2 separate regions of the Sus scrofa genome follow, and region 2 is linked to region 1. A link is a contact called in public Hi-C data. All regions are on one chromosome and are shown on one strand. The core of a region is the stretch at or near the end of the contact, and the rest is flanking DNA. Distances in the headings are between cores, read along the strand shown.

Region 1 (6,224 bases), core at 1,111-3,610:
CTGATCTTCACAACCCTGGCCCATTAAGGTGTGAATTCAAATTCCCATTTTACAGATGACATGGATAACTTTTATAATTTGTCTCTGAAGGGCATACTAGCCTATATTATCATTTTGAAGGCTTTTTTTTTTTCCTATTCTGCAACATTTCCACTTTTATTTCTACCCATTGATGTCACAGTTCTTGAAAGGATGCTTATCTAGATCATATGCAAAACAGAAATACTCATCTTGGAAAAAGCAAAAGGACCTTACCTACATTACAGAATTATTCTTCCATGTACTTCCCCACAATACCTATTTTACCTCTCACTTCTATGAAAAAAGGAAACAGACCCAACACGTTCTGAAAATCGACTTAGTATCGGGCACTGTATTACCCACCTCTATCTGTAATTTCATTTATTTCCCCACAACTACCCTGTTCTCTGGTTAAGAGTATTATTCCCATTTCACAGATAAGAAAACCAAAGCTGGGCAAGATTGAGTAACTTATTCAAAGTCACAGATTCACAAATCTAGCAAGAAGGATCGGAATTCAAATCCAGATCTCCCTCCAAGTCCACTATACCCATCTTCCTCTCAAATAAACATTTATAACTTCAATCACCAAAAAAATAAAAGCATCAAAGTGAATGTGCTTTTTTTAAAAAAAAAAAAAAAAAGCATACATCTAGTAAAATGTGAGCAAAAAAGTCACCAATTTAAACTAATGGTTGCTTGACAACCAGAAACAAATTAGACTACTGTTGGTCTACTGCTGAAGCCTAGTGATTCACCAGGCAAACACTAAAGGGAACAAACCTGCTCCAGAAACCAAACTATACTTAAGGTGACAACATCCCATTCAATTCAGCAACTGGCATGACCTTAGAATGACACCTGAAGGAATGAATTTGTCTTTGTTTCCAGCACAGCCAGAACACTATCTTTTGACAGTGCAAGATTTCATGCAGCATTAAAATGTTTCAGCAGGAGCTGTTGTGACTTCTCTAAGGAAAAAAAAAAAAAAAAACCACTGATTCCAAAATCACAGGTCACCAAACAGCCAAAAAAGATGGTTCTTTGGCGCAATCCTTTTGAGTAAGGGACACGGATGGGGGTTCAACCCCCAGTAGTAACTTTACACATCGAAGCACAATAAGAGATCCTAGATAGGCAAAAATTTACGGTGGTCAGCCTCCCCTGAATGCTAATTGTGCAATTTCTATTTCCTGATTTTGACGTATTACAGAAGGAAAATGCAGAAATACAATTTTTATAGGGATCTGCTGCCTCAAAATAGGGTCACATGAGGTCCTCTGATGGGCAGCCTGGGGAATACAAAGACGTCTGAAGCATCGTCAGTTTCTTGCAATTAAGATGGGATGACAAACACGGAAACATGTGCCCAGCTTACGTCATGGAACGGAAAGGGGTGGCGTCCTGCTGCGTCACGTCGACGTCACGCAGCGCACGAGGGAAGTTACACGGGGGAAGCAATTTCTCCAAGGGGCAATGTTCAAGAAAAACAAGTCGACTCGAACCCAAAGAATGACATCCCGCTCCAAAGGGGGACATCTAAAAGGGACCAGAGGCTCTTCCTTCTCCCAAATTGTACGATCCCCTCATCAGGCGGGAAGGAGGAAGGAGCTGAGCTTAATCAGGGACCAGGGGCGGGCTAGGCATGGAAAGAGCAGCCTCTGGCCTTGGGGGCTCGTTCTCTAGGGAGCCAGCATGATGGGAATGAACAGGGCATCTTTGGAACAGGGGCCTTCTCTATAGAAAGAGGAGGCGAGCCCTGGGCATATTTAAACCACTGTCCTTAGCACCACCTGTGCGACTCGGGATCCAACCTCCCCGCACCAGCCCCAGTCCAGGTACCTGGAGCTTAGTCCGATCGGTAACCGGCGACTACGTGGGGTACAGGTTACCCGAGCGCGCCCCCGACCGACGCACCAACCTGCGCGCGCACCGCGGGCCGGATGCGTGCGCGCCCCCCGGACGTCCCGCCCCGCCCCCTCTGCGGCCCAGGAGCCGGGCGGCGTGCGCGTCCCCGGCCGCGCCAGGCCAGGCGCTCGGAGAGGCGTCCCCGCAGTGCCTGAAAGTTCCTGCCTCGGCGCCTGCCTCGTGCGCGGCAAGCAGCACGGAGTCTGGACCGATCAGGAGGGCTCTGTAGCGGGAAGCTGTGCAGGGAGACAATTCCTGGAAGAACTGGGGGCAGTTGGTGGGCGGGGTTATTTCGGGCATTCAGGTGGGCGACCCGCACGGACGTCCTGCAAGGCCCGCGTCGTTAGGGAGCGTAGGAGTGGCGTCCCTGGTTACCGGGTCGGGCAAAGGTTAAAGGGCAGCCTCCTGGTTGGAGAGCGCCGACGTAGAGCAATGGCCGCGTCTGGGGAACCCGGGAGGCAGTGGCAGGAGCAGGTGGCGGCGGCAGTGGTGGTGGTGGGCTCCTGCATGACCGACCTGGTCAGGTTAGTCTGGGGCCAGTTTGCAGAAGCCGCTGCTCGCGGGAGGGACGGACCGTGTTCTCTCTTCTTACTGCCTTGGCACTGGGGCCTTGGGCATGGAGCCTGTTGGCTTTTGGTGTGAACTACAGGTTTCCCCAGGCCGCCCTGTGCCTCGATGGGAAGAGGCAGGTTTTGAGTCTGTGAAGGTAACTGTCAGATGAGGAAACAAAGGCCAGAGCGTAGTAAAAGCTCTCGTGTAACTAGAAGCGCCTCCAAAGACCTGTTCCTGTTTTCCGGACCAGGCTGTTGAACCTCTCCCCGGGCTAGCCAGTGACTTTAACCAAGTTATTTTACCTTCCAGAAGGTGCCCCCACCTCACTGGGCTGTTATGAAAGTGAAATGAACTAAAGTGTTTTGAGCCATAACACCATCCAGGTTGGGTATTATTCGTGGAACGTGTATAAAATGAGTGGAGCAGAGGTCAACAGGCCGTTCACTCTATTGATCGTTAGCATTCTTGCATTTCATATTTTCCGTTTATTTTTCAGTATTAGAGTAACTGTAGGTTACTTATGGCAAACCAAGTGTGAATCAAAATAAAAACCCATAAATACAATATCTATAATAGTAAAAAACAAAATCGGAGTTCTCTTGTGGTGTAGCGGGTTAAGGATCCAGCGTTGTCACTGCAGAGGCTTGGCCACTGCTGTGGCTCGCATTGGATCCCTGGCCCTGGCATGGACCAAAAAAAAAAAAAAAAAGGGATGAAATAAAATATGCTAGAAGGAAATCGGAAAATCGTTGAGCTAGGTCAGTGACATTGGATCTTTCCAATTTATTTTTTAATGAAAATGGCTTTTTTGATTGTAAAAGTAATATTTATTTATTGCGCTCTCTCCCTCTCTCATCTATATCCCAAGGAAATCCTATGATTCATGTTGCTTCACTTTAATTTTTTGCTGAGTGCCTTTTCAGATATAACGCTATTTTTCTTACAAAAAATGAAAAGTGATCAGACATACTGCAGTATGACCTGTCCATCTTTCCTGCAACCTTGCTTTTCAGAAGAGTAGCTGAGAACCTGGAAATAAATAAAAAGGCCTTGGGACAATAAAAATAAGTCACCAAATCCCTGCACCAAACCACCTGTGTTTTTCTTAGAAAATAGTTTTAGGGTCTTCCCATAACCAGCTTAATCTTACATTGCTTAAAATGTTTATAAGCCAGGTTATCACCAGCCAAGGTTAGAAAGGTGGCGAGTAGAAAGAGGAAGAGACTGCCGGGGCAGGCACATGATTACCAAAAACCTGAAGGTGAGAGAGTGTAATAACAAGCAGCAAAAGACCTTCAAGTGCCGGGAGCCTTTATTTTTCCACAAATATGTGAGCTACCTCGTGCCAAGATGGATGTGCTTCCTTTGGTGACAGAGCATAAGTTCACTTTAAGTGGACATGTGGCAAAGAGGCCTACACTCTTTCTTGAGAGCTCAAGCCTGCAAAGGGCCACACAGTAATTATTTTAGGCTTTTCGAGCCACATATGGTCTAGGTCATGTACAAATGTAAAAAACTATTCTTATTTCCTATGCCTTACAAAAACAGCCTGCAGGCCATAGTTTGCTGACTGCTGTCTAGAGCATCCCCGTCTCACGCTCCCTATGGTAATTGATGCTACTGGTGATGACTCTTTTCAGAAAAGGTACTTGATAATTGGTAGGTTTTATATAAAAATAAGGTATGTGTTTCACTTCAAAAATAGTTCCTTCAAATATATTTAGTTTAGTTACATAAAGGAATAACCTGCAGACATCTCAAATAATGCATTCCTTAGAAAATCCATCTAGCTAAAATTTTACCTTACTTCCATAGATGAAGCAGCAGAGGAAAAGAAAGCTAAACAACTTTCCCATGCACCCTACCTGAATAAGAATTTAAGGGTTAGGACTTCCCGTCGTGGCCAACAGAAACGAATCCGACTAGCATCCCTGAGGTTGCGGGTTGCAGATGTGATCCCCAGCCTCACTCAGTGGGCTCTGAATCCAGCAGTGTTGTGAGCTGTGGTGTAGGTCGGAGACCCAGATCAGATCCTGCGTGGCTGTGGCTATGGTGTAGGCCAGCAGCTATAGCTCTGATTCGACCCTAGCTGGGAACTTCCATACACAGCGGGTGCAGTCCTAAAAAGCAAAACAAAAAAGGTAAGGGTTAGAATTCAGAGCCACCTTCTTAGACTAAGAGTACTGTGTGAGGCTTGACCATCACCCATTAAAGATAATGATAGTTCTTTTTAAAATAAATACACTTCACATTATAGATGGCCAACAGGCACATGACAAAATGCTCCATATCACTAATTACTAGAGAAATGCAAATCCAAACTACAGTGAACTATCACCTCATTCCAGTAAGAATCTACAAATAATAAATGATGGAGAGGGTGTGGAGAAAGGGATCCCCTCCTACACCATTGATGAGAATGTAAATTGGTACAGCCACTGTGGAGAACAGTATGGAGGTTCCTTTAAAAACTAAAAATAGAGTTATCATATGATCCAACAGTCATAGCTGGCACATATCCAGAGCAAACCATAATTTGAAAAGATACAGGCGCCCCAGTGTTCATTTCAGCATTATTTACAATAGCCAAGACATGGAAGCAACCTAAATGTCCACTAACAGAGGAATGGATAGAGAAGATGTGGTACATATATACAGTGGCATAAAAAAGGCATAAAAAAGAATGAAATAATGCCATTTGCAGCACATGGAGGGATTACCACACTGAGTGAAGTAAGCCAGACAAAGACAAATATCACATGATATCGCTTATATGTGGAATCTTAAAAAAAAAAAAAAGTACAGATGAATCTATTTACCAAACAAATAGACCTACAGACATAGAAAACAAACTTATAGTTGCCAAAGAGGAAAGGTGGGGGGAGGAATACATTAGAATTGGGATTAATATAATACACACTACCATATATAAAATAGATAGCCAACAAGGACCTACTGTTGTAGCAAGGGAACTATATTCAATATTTTGTGATAACCTGTAAGGAAAAGAATCTGAAAAATGAATATATTCATTAATATATATATATTAATCACTGTGCTGTACATCTGAAACTAATATGACATTGTAAATCAACTGTGCTTCCATAAAAATAAATAAAATGAGTACTCTTTGAACTTGGGGGAAGGTGGGGCCTTGAATGTCCATGTTCACATCTGTCAGGATTTGAAAGCTTATTTCAGATATAGAGGAATGTAGGGTTTATTTATCCCAGCCCTTCAGTTTATAGATAGTAAAGTGAGGCCCAAGAAACTCTTGCACTGTGGAAAACCTTTCTAATTTCTCTTCCCTTGCCATTTTCCTTCCTTTGTAAGATATCCAGGTTTCGACACATTAATCATTAGTAAGAACTTTATTCCCCTAGAGACTCTCTCCCACAACTTTTCTACAAGCTTTTCATGGTTTCTGATTACTTCTCCCGCTGAAGATCTTTACAAAATACCTGAATATAGCATTTTTATTTAAAACCCTGCATCTGTGTTGAACTTGGGTCCAACTTTGATAGCCATGGTACATATCATCATTGTATTCGTTTCCCATGGCTTCCATAACAAATTACCCAAACTTAATGGCTTAAACAATACAAAATTTCCTCACTGAAATATATACTTTAAAAAAATTGAGTATAGTTGACGTACAGTATTGTATTAGTTTCAGGTATACAACAAAGTGAGTTGGTTATACCTATATATATCCATTCCTTTTTCCCATATAGGTTATTACA
Region 2 (6,224 bases), core at 2,704-5,203, 41 kb after region 1:
GCTAGGCCCGAGGAAAATGAACACAGGCAATTATGATGATCAAATAGAACACCTTGAACGCACAGGGCTTGGTGCGGGAGAAGCATAAGCTAAGCTGGAGTGTCCGATGAACTTTTAGGAAGACTAGACTTTAAGGAAGATTGTTTAGGCAAACGATGTATTCAACTGAGTGTTTAATGATGCAGTGTCCATCAGGAATGCTTGCAGAGTTCTGTAAGGGTTACAGTTCTCTTCCAGAAGAGAGAGCCTTAGGCTAATGCTTGAAAAACAGGTGACATTTGATGAGGTAGAGGAGCGAGAAGGAGACTTCAGTTCCCCTAAGCAGAAGGCAAGGAAATAGGAATGGACATACTGTACTCAGCGTTTCAATACAAATGACCGTTTCAACCATGCCTCTATCGACCACGCTGAAAAACAGAGAAATCCAGCTATTTTGCCAGCTATGAATTTCAGAAAGATAGAAGCAAAAGAAGCAAGGGAAAGCAAACCCGGGCCACATCAAAATGAGTCTAGAGTCAGCCAACACAAGCCAAGGACATCTGTCAGGTTTTTCAGTACCTTGTTGCGGGCGTCGGACCCTGAGGGGCCCCTGCCCCCAGCAGATTCTGCAGGTGGCAATTCTCGGCGCCCTCGGAGCTGACGCACAGCGTGGTGCCAAGCAGGACGCCGCTCTCCCTCTTCCCTTCCTCCACACCGGCCGAGCTTTACCGACGCCCTCCCAGCCTTCCCCCTGCAGCCAGTGGAGACCACACATTGTAACCACCTGCGGAGCCCGCCCAGCCCCGCCCGCAGAGGGTCCGATCCAAGGGGTCTGGGCGGTGAACCGGGCATTCTCAGGAGATACCAATGTGCAGCCAGGCTGAGAACTCTTGGTTCCTACCCAGCTGAGGGAATTAGTCCCACCCTACAGCCTGGCTCAGGTGGAACCATTCACAGAAGACTAAAGGATTTTAACTAGGATAATGGCAGAACTGAAAGTCCAGGGGTCCTGATGCCCGGGCACCACTTTGCTCACAGCCCAGATACGTACATGTCAAGTCTCGCGTTACGTGGGTAGGCAAACTGTGATGAGGAAAATAGTGAAAGTCTCCAGAGATACCCGTGGAGGTTCCTTTCTAACAGGACTTACTATTCCAGGGGCCTTGCGTTTGTATGGTTCGCTGTGGTTTTCAAAATACTTTCACTCATCGCTCAGTAACAAGATCTTTGTCCTCAGATCGCCAGGTTTCTGTCCATGCTTCCACACAATAAAATCATAACCCTAGATAGAGGTTTGCTCCCAGTTAGCTATGTTGTTCTAATGAAAGGAATGAGATACATGATCACATTAAACAGCATTAGTTACACCACAGCATTACTGGAGCTGTAAGGTTTTTACTAGAATAATAATAGTAACACAATCTCATTTTTGAAATAGTTTTAACATACCCACCTACTTGCTTCCATGATCAAGTGCTCTTCTGTTGAAGGTAGGCAGCAACAGGAAGAATTGGAAGCCTCGGGAGAACCCGATGGGCAGGAAAGTAATTGATAAGATGGAATCCAAGCAGCAGTAGCCCTGCCCTTCCCCCCAGAGAAGCAGCCTCGGCGGCAGCAGCAGCAATGCTCCCAGGATGGTGATGGTAGCAGCAAAGCATTATTTCACCCTTTAAAAGTTGTAAATGTCCTTTTGCGCATGTTATTTTATTTTATCCTTGCAGCAAGCTGGCTGTGACTTTCAGATAAGAAAACTGAGGCCTAGAGACAGTTAAAGTGGCTTGCCCCATATCACACAGCTGCTGGGAAGGGCCTTCTGACTTCCAAGACACAAATGAAAAAAATATTCCTATTCTTAGGCTTTTTCACTTCTTTTACTTTGCAGTATATCCCTGGGACCAACATGGGAAGTTCATGGAACTAGAGTCGACTTCTTGTAATCTTCAGCAGTGTTGTTACTTTTCCACTTAGGTTTAACAAGGGAGTATCAAAGGCAAGAGCAAAGGATTTCACTCCACTTCTCACATAGAGTTTAGATGGGCAGCCAACAGATTTGCCAGGAAATCACCATTAGAATAAATCAGGAACCATAACCATCACCGAGGGATGTAGCCAATCAGGTAATTCTCTGGGCAAGAAGAAGACAGGCAACTACTGCAGCCTCTAAAATACAATAGCAGGGAGTTCCCGTCGTGGCTCAGTGGTTAATGAATCCGACTAGGAACCATAGGTTGTGGGTTCGATCCCTGGCCTTGCTCAGTGGGTTAAGGATCCAGCGTTGCCGTGAGCTGGGGTATAGTTTGCAGATGCTGCTCAGATCCCACGTTGCTGTGGCTGTGGCATAGGCTGGCAGCTAAAGCTCTGATTAGACCCCTAGCCTGGGAACTTCTATATGCCACGGGGACAGTCCTAGAAATGGCAAAAAGACCAAAAAAAAAAAAAAAAAATGCAATAGCAGCAAACCTGTGGAAGCAGTGACCCTGAGCCTTAATCCCTCTCTCGCATTTTTTTTTTCCTTTTAGAGCTGCTTGTGTGGCGTATGGAGGTTCCCAGGCTAGGGATTGAATCAAAGCTGCAGCTGCTGGCCTACACCACAGCCACAGCAACGCCAGATTCAAGCCACATCTTCGACCTACACCACGGCTCACAGTAACCCTGGATCCTTAACCCACTGAGCAGGCCAGGGATCAAACCCACATCCTCATGGATGCCAATCGGGCTCATTACTGCTGAACCACAACGGAACTCCCTGAATCCCTTTCTAATTAGGCCTCTGTGCACATGGGATTCCATCTGGTGTTGGAGTTGCCTCTCTGTGTCTTATTTTCCCTCCAATATTATCAGTTTCTTGAAGGCAAAACTTCTTCCCCTTTAATAATTCTTCCTAATCCTGGCACTTCCTAATGTTTATAATATCACCCCCATTTATCAAGCCTGCCCTTGACATTCACCTTAAACAGATTTTACCTGTGTAAACCTGACAAGAAAGGGGAGAGAAGTCTCTTTGCTCTAATTTGTACTGGGCCACATGTGCCCAGGGCTGGCCCTTCTTAATCCCTACAAGATTCTTGTAAGGATACTTGCCCAAGTATATAACACTTTGATTACCCATGAGACAGAGTTAAATAATGTTTAAAAAAAAATTTTAAGGTGAGAGAACAAAGGATTTGTTTTCTGGCACGAATCTCTGACCTAAGAAACAAGATGCTTTGACACTTACCTGGTAGATAAATGGCCAGACGACTTCTGGGACAGAAACCTTTAGCAGGTGACCTCCTTCCGCCAGGGGGCTCTCCCCACAGCATTCTTTTGTAGTGGATGCTCTTTGCTGTAGAGATAGAAAGCGTCCTAATAACACATTATGATCTTTTTTGAATTGTTGCCTAATCAACATTTCCACCAGAAAAGGAGCACAGGAAAAAGTGTTCTTTGAGGAAGAAGGTATCAGAGGTGGCATTTAAATGAGGGATCAGCACTCTACAACCTGTGGGGCAAATCTTGGCAACCATGTGTTTTTTATAAATAAAGTTTTATTGCAACACAGCCACACCCATTTGTTTACAGATTGTCTTTGGCGGCTTTCGCACCGCAATAGCAGAGTTGAATAGTTGCAGAAGAGACCCATCTGGCCTGCAGTGTCTGAAACACTACCTCTTTGGCCCTTTACTGAAAAAAAAAAAAAAAAAAAAAAAAAAAACAGCTTTTCTGACTCTTAGGCAATCCAGGAAACTTCCCAGGAAATGTTATTGTCCCTCATTGAGGTTCTTGGCCAAGTAAACCTCTAGGTTTCTTTCCCTTGATATGTCCCGAGAACTTTTGCTGTGGAAGAGCAGAACCCACCAGGAATGCTCAGACCTGGCTGGAGACACTACAGAGCGCTCATCTGCAGGACGGAAGAATAGTCAGGAGTGGCAGGCCTGAAAGCCTGCGGGGCCAAACAGGTGACATAATTGCAAATAGGCCGGTGAGGGCTCTGGTGAACCAGAGAGCAGTGTTTACCTTTGAGACAGGTCCAGCTGGGTCATCTTGTAGGAATGTGGGCCTGGTGTTTACCAGGACCTCTGAGTTTTCAGAACTTCCTGGAAATATGGGTTGTTTTTGTGAAGTCTCCTAACATTTAAAAGGTGACAAGGTGATTAAAATTAAAAATAGAAGGAGGGAGGAATCCACACAAACACCTGCAAATGGATGTTTATAGTAGCTTAACTCACACCTGCCAAAACTTGGAAGCAACCAAGATGTCCCTCCGCGGGTGGATGGAGAGAGAAACCGTGGTACATCCATATCATGGAATATCACTCAACACGGAAAAGAAATGAGTTATCAACCCAAGAAAATGAAAAAAAAAAAAACCATACACCTCAGATGTATATTACTAAGTGCAAGAAACCTACTGTATGATTCCAATTGCATGGCATTCTGGAAAAGACAAAACTGGAGACGGTGCAAAGTTCAGTAGTTTCCTGGGACTGAGGGTAGGGAGGAGTGAACGGGAGAGCAGGGGGACTTTTAGGGCAGGGCAACTACTCTGAATGAAACTGTAATGGTGGATACATGTCTATGCATTTGTCCAGACTCATAGAATGTAGAAGACCAGAGCAAACCCAAATGTACGCCTCAGAGTTTGGGTGATAAAGATGGATCACTATAGAGTCACTGGTTGTGACAAGTGTGCTACCCTAATCGTGTTGTCTATGCATGGAAGAGGAATGGGGATCTGAAGGAAAAACTGAAGTATCAATATCAGAATGGATGCTAGGACACAAAACAAGACAAGGCCACTATACTAAGTTACCCAAGTTAGCTAGGGCTTTTTCAGTCCCCTCCTCTTTGCCCACCTCCCACACAGGGTCAGGGAAGAAGATAAGAAGATTCTGAAACACGAGGCAGGTCATTACAAAGATGCCTTCATTTATAGTGAAGTATAAGCAACTGAGATCCCATCATAAATACTGAGAATTGTTGATGGTGGACCATCTCTGTCTCAGTGAGAATTTCCACATAACAGATCCGTGAGAGGAAAGCTATAGAATGTGTGACAGTCATTAAAGGTTCCACATTGTAGGTGGGCTATAAATGAAACATTAATATATAACAATTCTTTGGGCTGAAATCAAGTCTAGCATCTTACATTAAGAAGGCTAATTAGTTAATGTTTATAAAGTACAGTGTAGATATGCCCTTTTAAAATGCTAAGTATTCTAAAGGCTACATTGTAGCATTTTACTAAATGTAAAAGATCTAACATTCATCATTTCTTTGGTACAGGTTGGCAAAGATTCCTTTGGCAATGATTATATAGAAAACTTAAAGCAGAATGATATTTCTACAGGTAAAATTTTTTCTTTCTTAAAGTTAGTTCTGATAACTTTCTTCTGGAATCTGGTTACAAGAAAAGTTGAACCTGGAATAGAATTATTAGATCCTCCCCTGGTGGCCAGAGAATTTTTACACACAGCTTTGTCTCATCTTGCTTAAATGTCCTTTGTTAATTCTCTCCCATACACTTCTCCAGATGGGAATAAAATGATAGGAGGTTAACAAACCTTCATCTCGTAGAAATGTTTCAAAAGCAGGGAACCAAAGAAATCAGGTGTTGCCTTCACAAAAGATATTTGAAGAAAAGTCACTGAATGTCATAGCCAGAAATGATCTTCAAAGCCATTGAGGCTGATACCATCATTTCACAAAAGAGAAAACTGAAGGCCAGACTGGGTCTGAATTTGTCTAAGAGCACATTGCTAGCTAGAATGCAGGTCTCTGGCTCCCATTCAAGGCTCTTTGCTGCTGCCAAAGGCTGATCGACCTCTCCATTTACACACCAGACCATAATTCTTGATAAGATGCAAAGCTTATGACGGAGTTCCCGTCGTGGCTCAGTGGCTAACAAATCCGACTGGGAACCATGAGGTTGCGGGTTCGATCCCCAGCCTTGCTCAGTGGGTTGAGGATCCAAGCGTTGCCGTGAGCTGTGGTGTAGGTTGCAGACGCGGCTCAGATCCCGCGTTGCTGTGGCTCTGGCGTAGGCTGGTGGCTACAGCTCCGATTCGACCCCTAGCCTGGAACCTCCATATGCCGTGGGTGCGGCCCTAGAAAAGGCAAAAAGACAAAAAAAAAAAAAAAAAAAAAAAGATGCAAAGCTTATGAAAATGAAAATCAAACAAGTTCATTTTACAAGTTTGACTTTTAATCTTTCATCTCAAGTCTGTCATTTCTTTCACCGAAGAAAAGAAATACAGTGGTCTAGA

The links. A called contact is a pair of places that touch in the nucleus more often than the background predicts.
Region 2: a contact with region 1 is called in a Hi-C map of liver, with 2.0 times the contacts expected there. A contact is called at or near these places in 5 of 47 Hi-C or Micro-C datasets (embryonic fibroblasts, fibroblasts, liver and 1 more) and 1 of 2 datasets of targeted methods (alveolar macrophages).

The regions. Positions count from the first base shown.
Region 1 is chr3:111,326,416-111,332,639 of Sscrofa11.1, forward strand. It overlaps RBKS (ribokinase), which reads left to right and starts at 2,361. Exons shown (of 8, transcript NM_001315776.1): 1 at 2,361-2,453. The coding sequence starts at 2,362. BABAM2 (BRCA1-A complex subunit BRE) reads right to left here and starts at 1,999. Exons shown (of 12, transcript XM_021088348.1): 1 at 1,864-1,999.
Region 2 is chr3:111,365,883-111,372,106 of Sscrofa11.1, forward strand. RBKS (ribokinase) reads left to right here. Exons shown (of 8, transcript NM_001315776.1): 3 at 5,245-5,308. Among named protein-coding and RNA genes, the nearest start is that of RBKS, 40 kb to the left of the region's middle.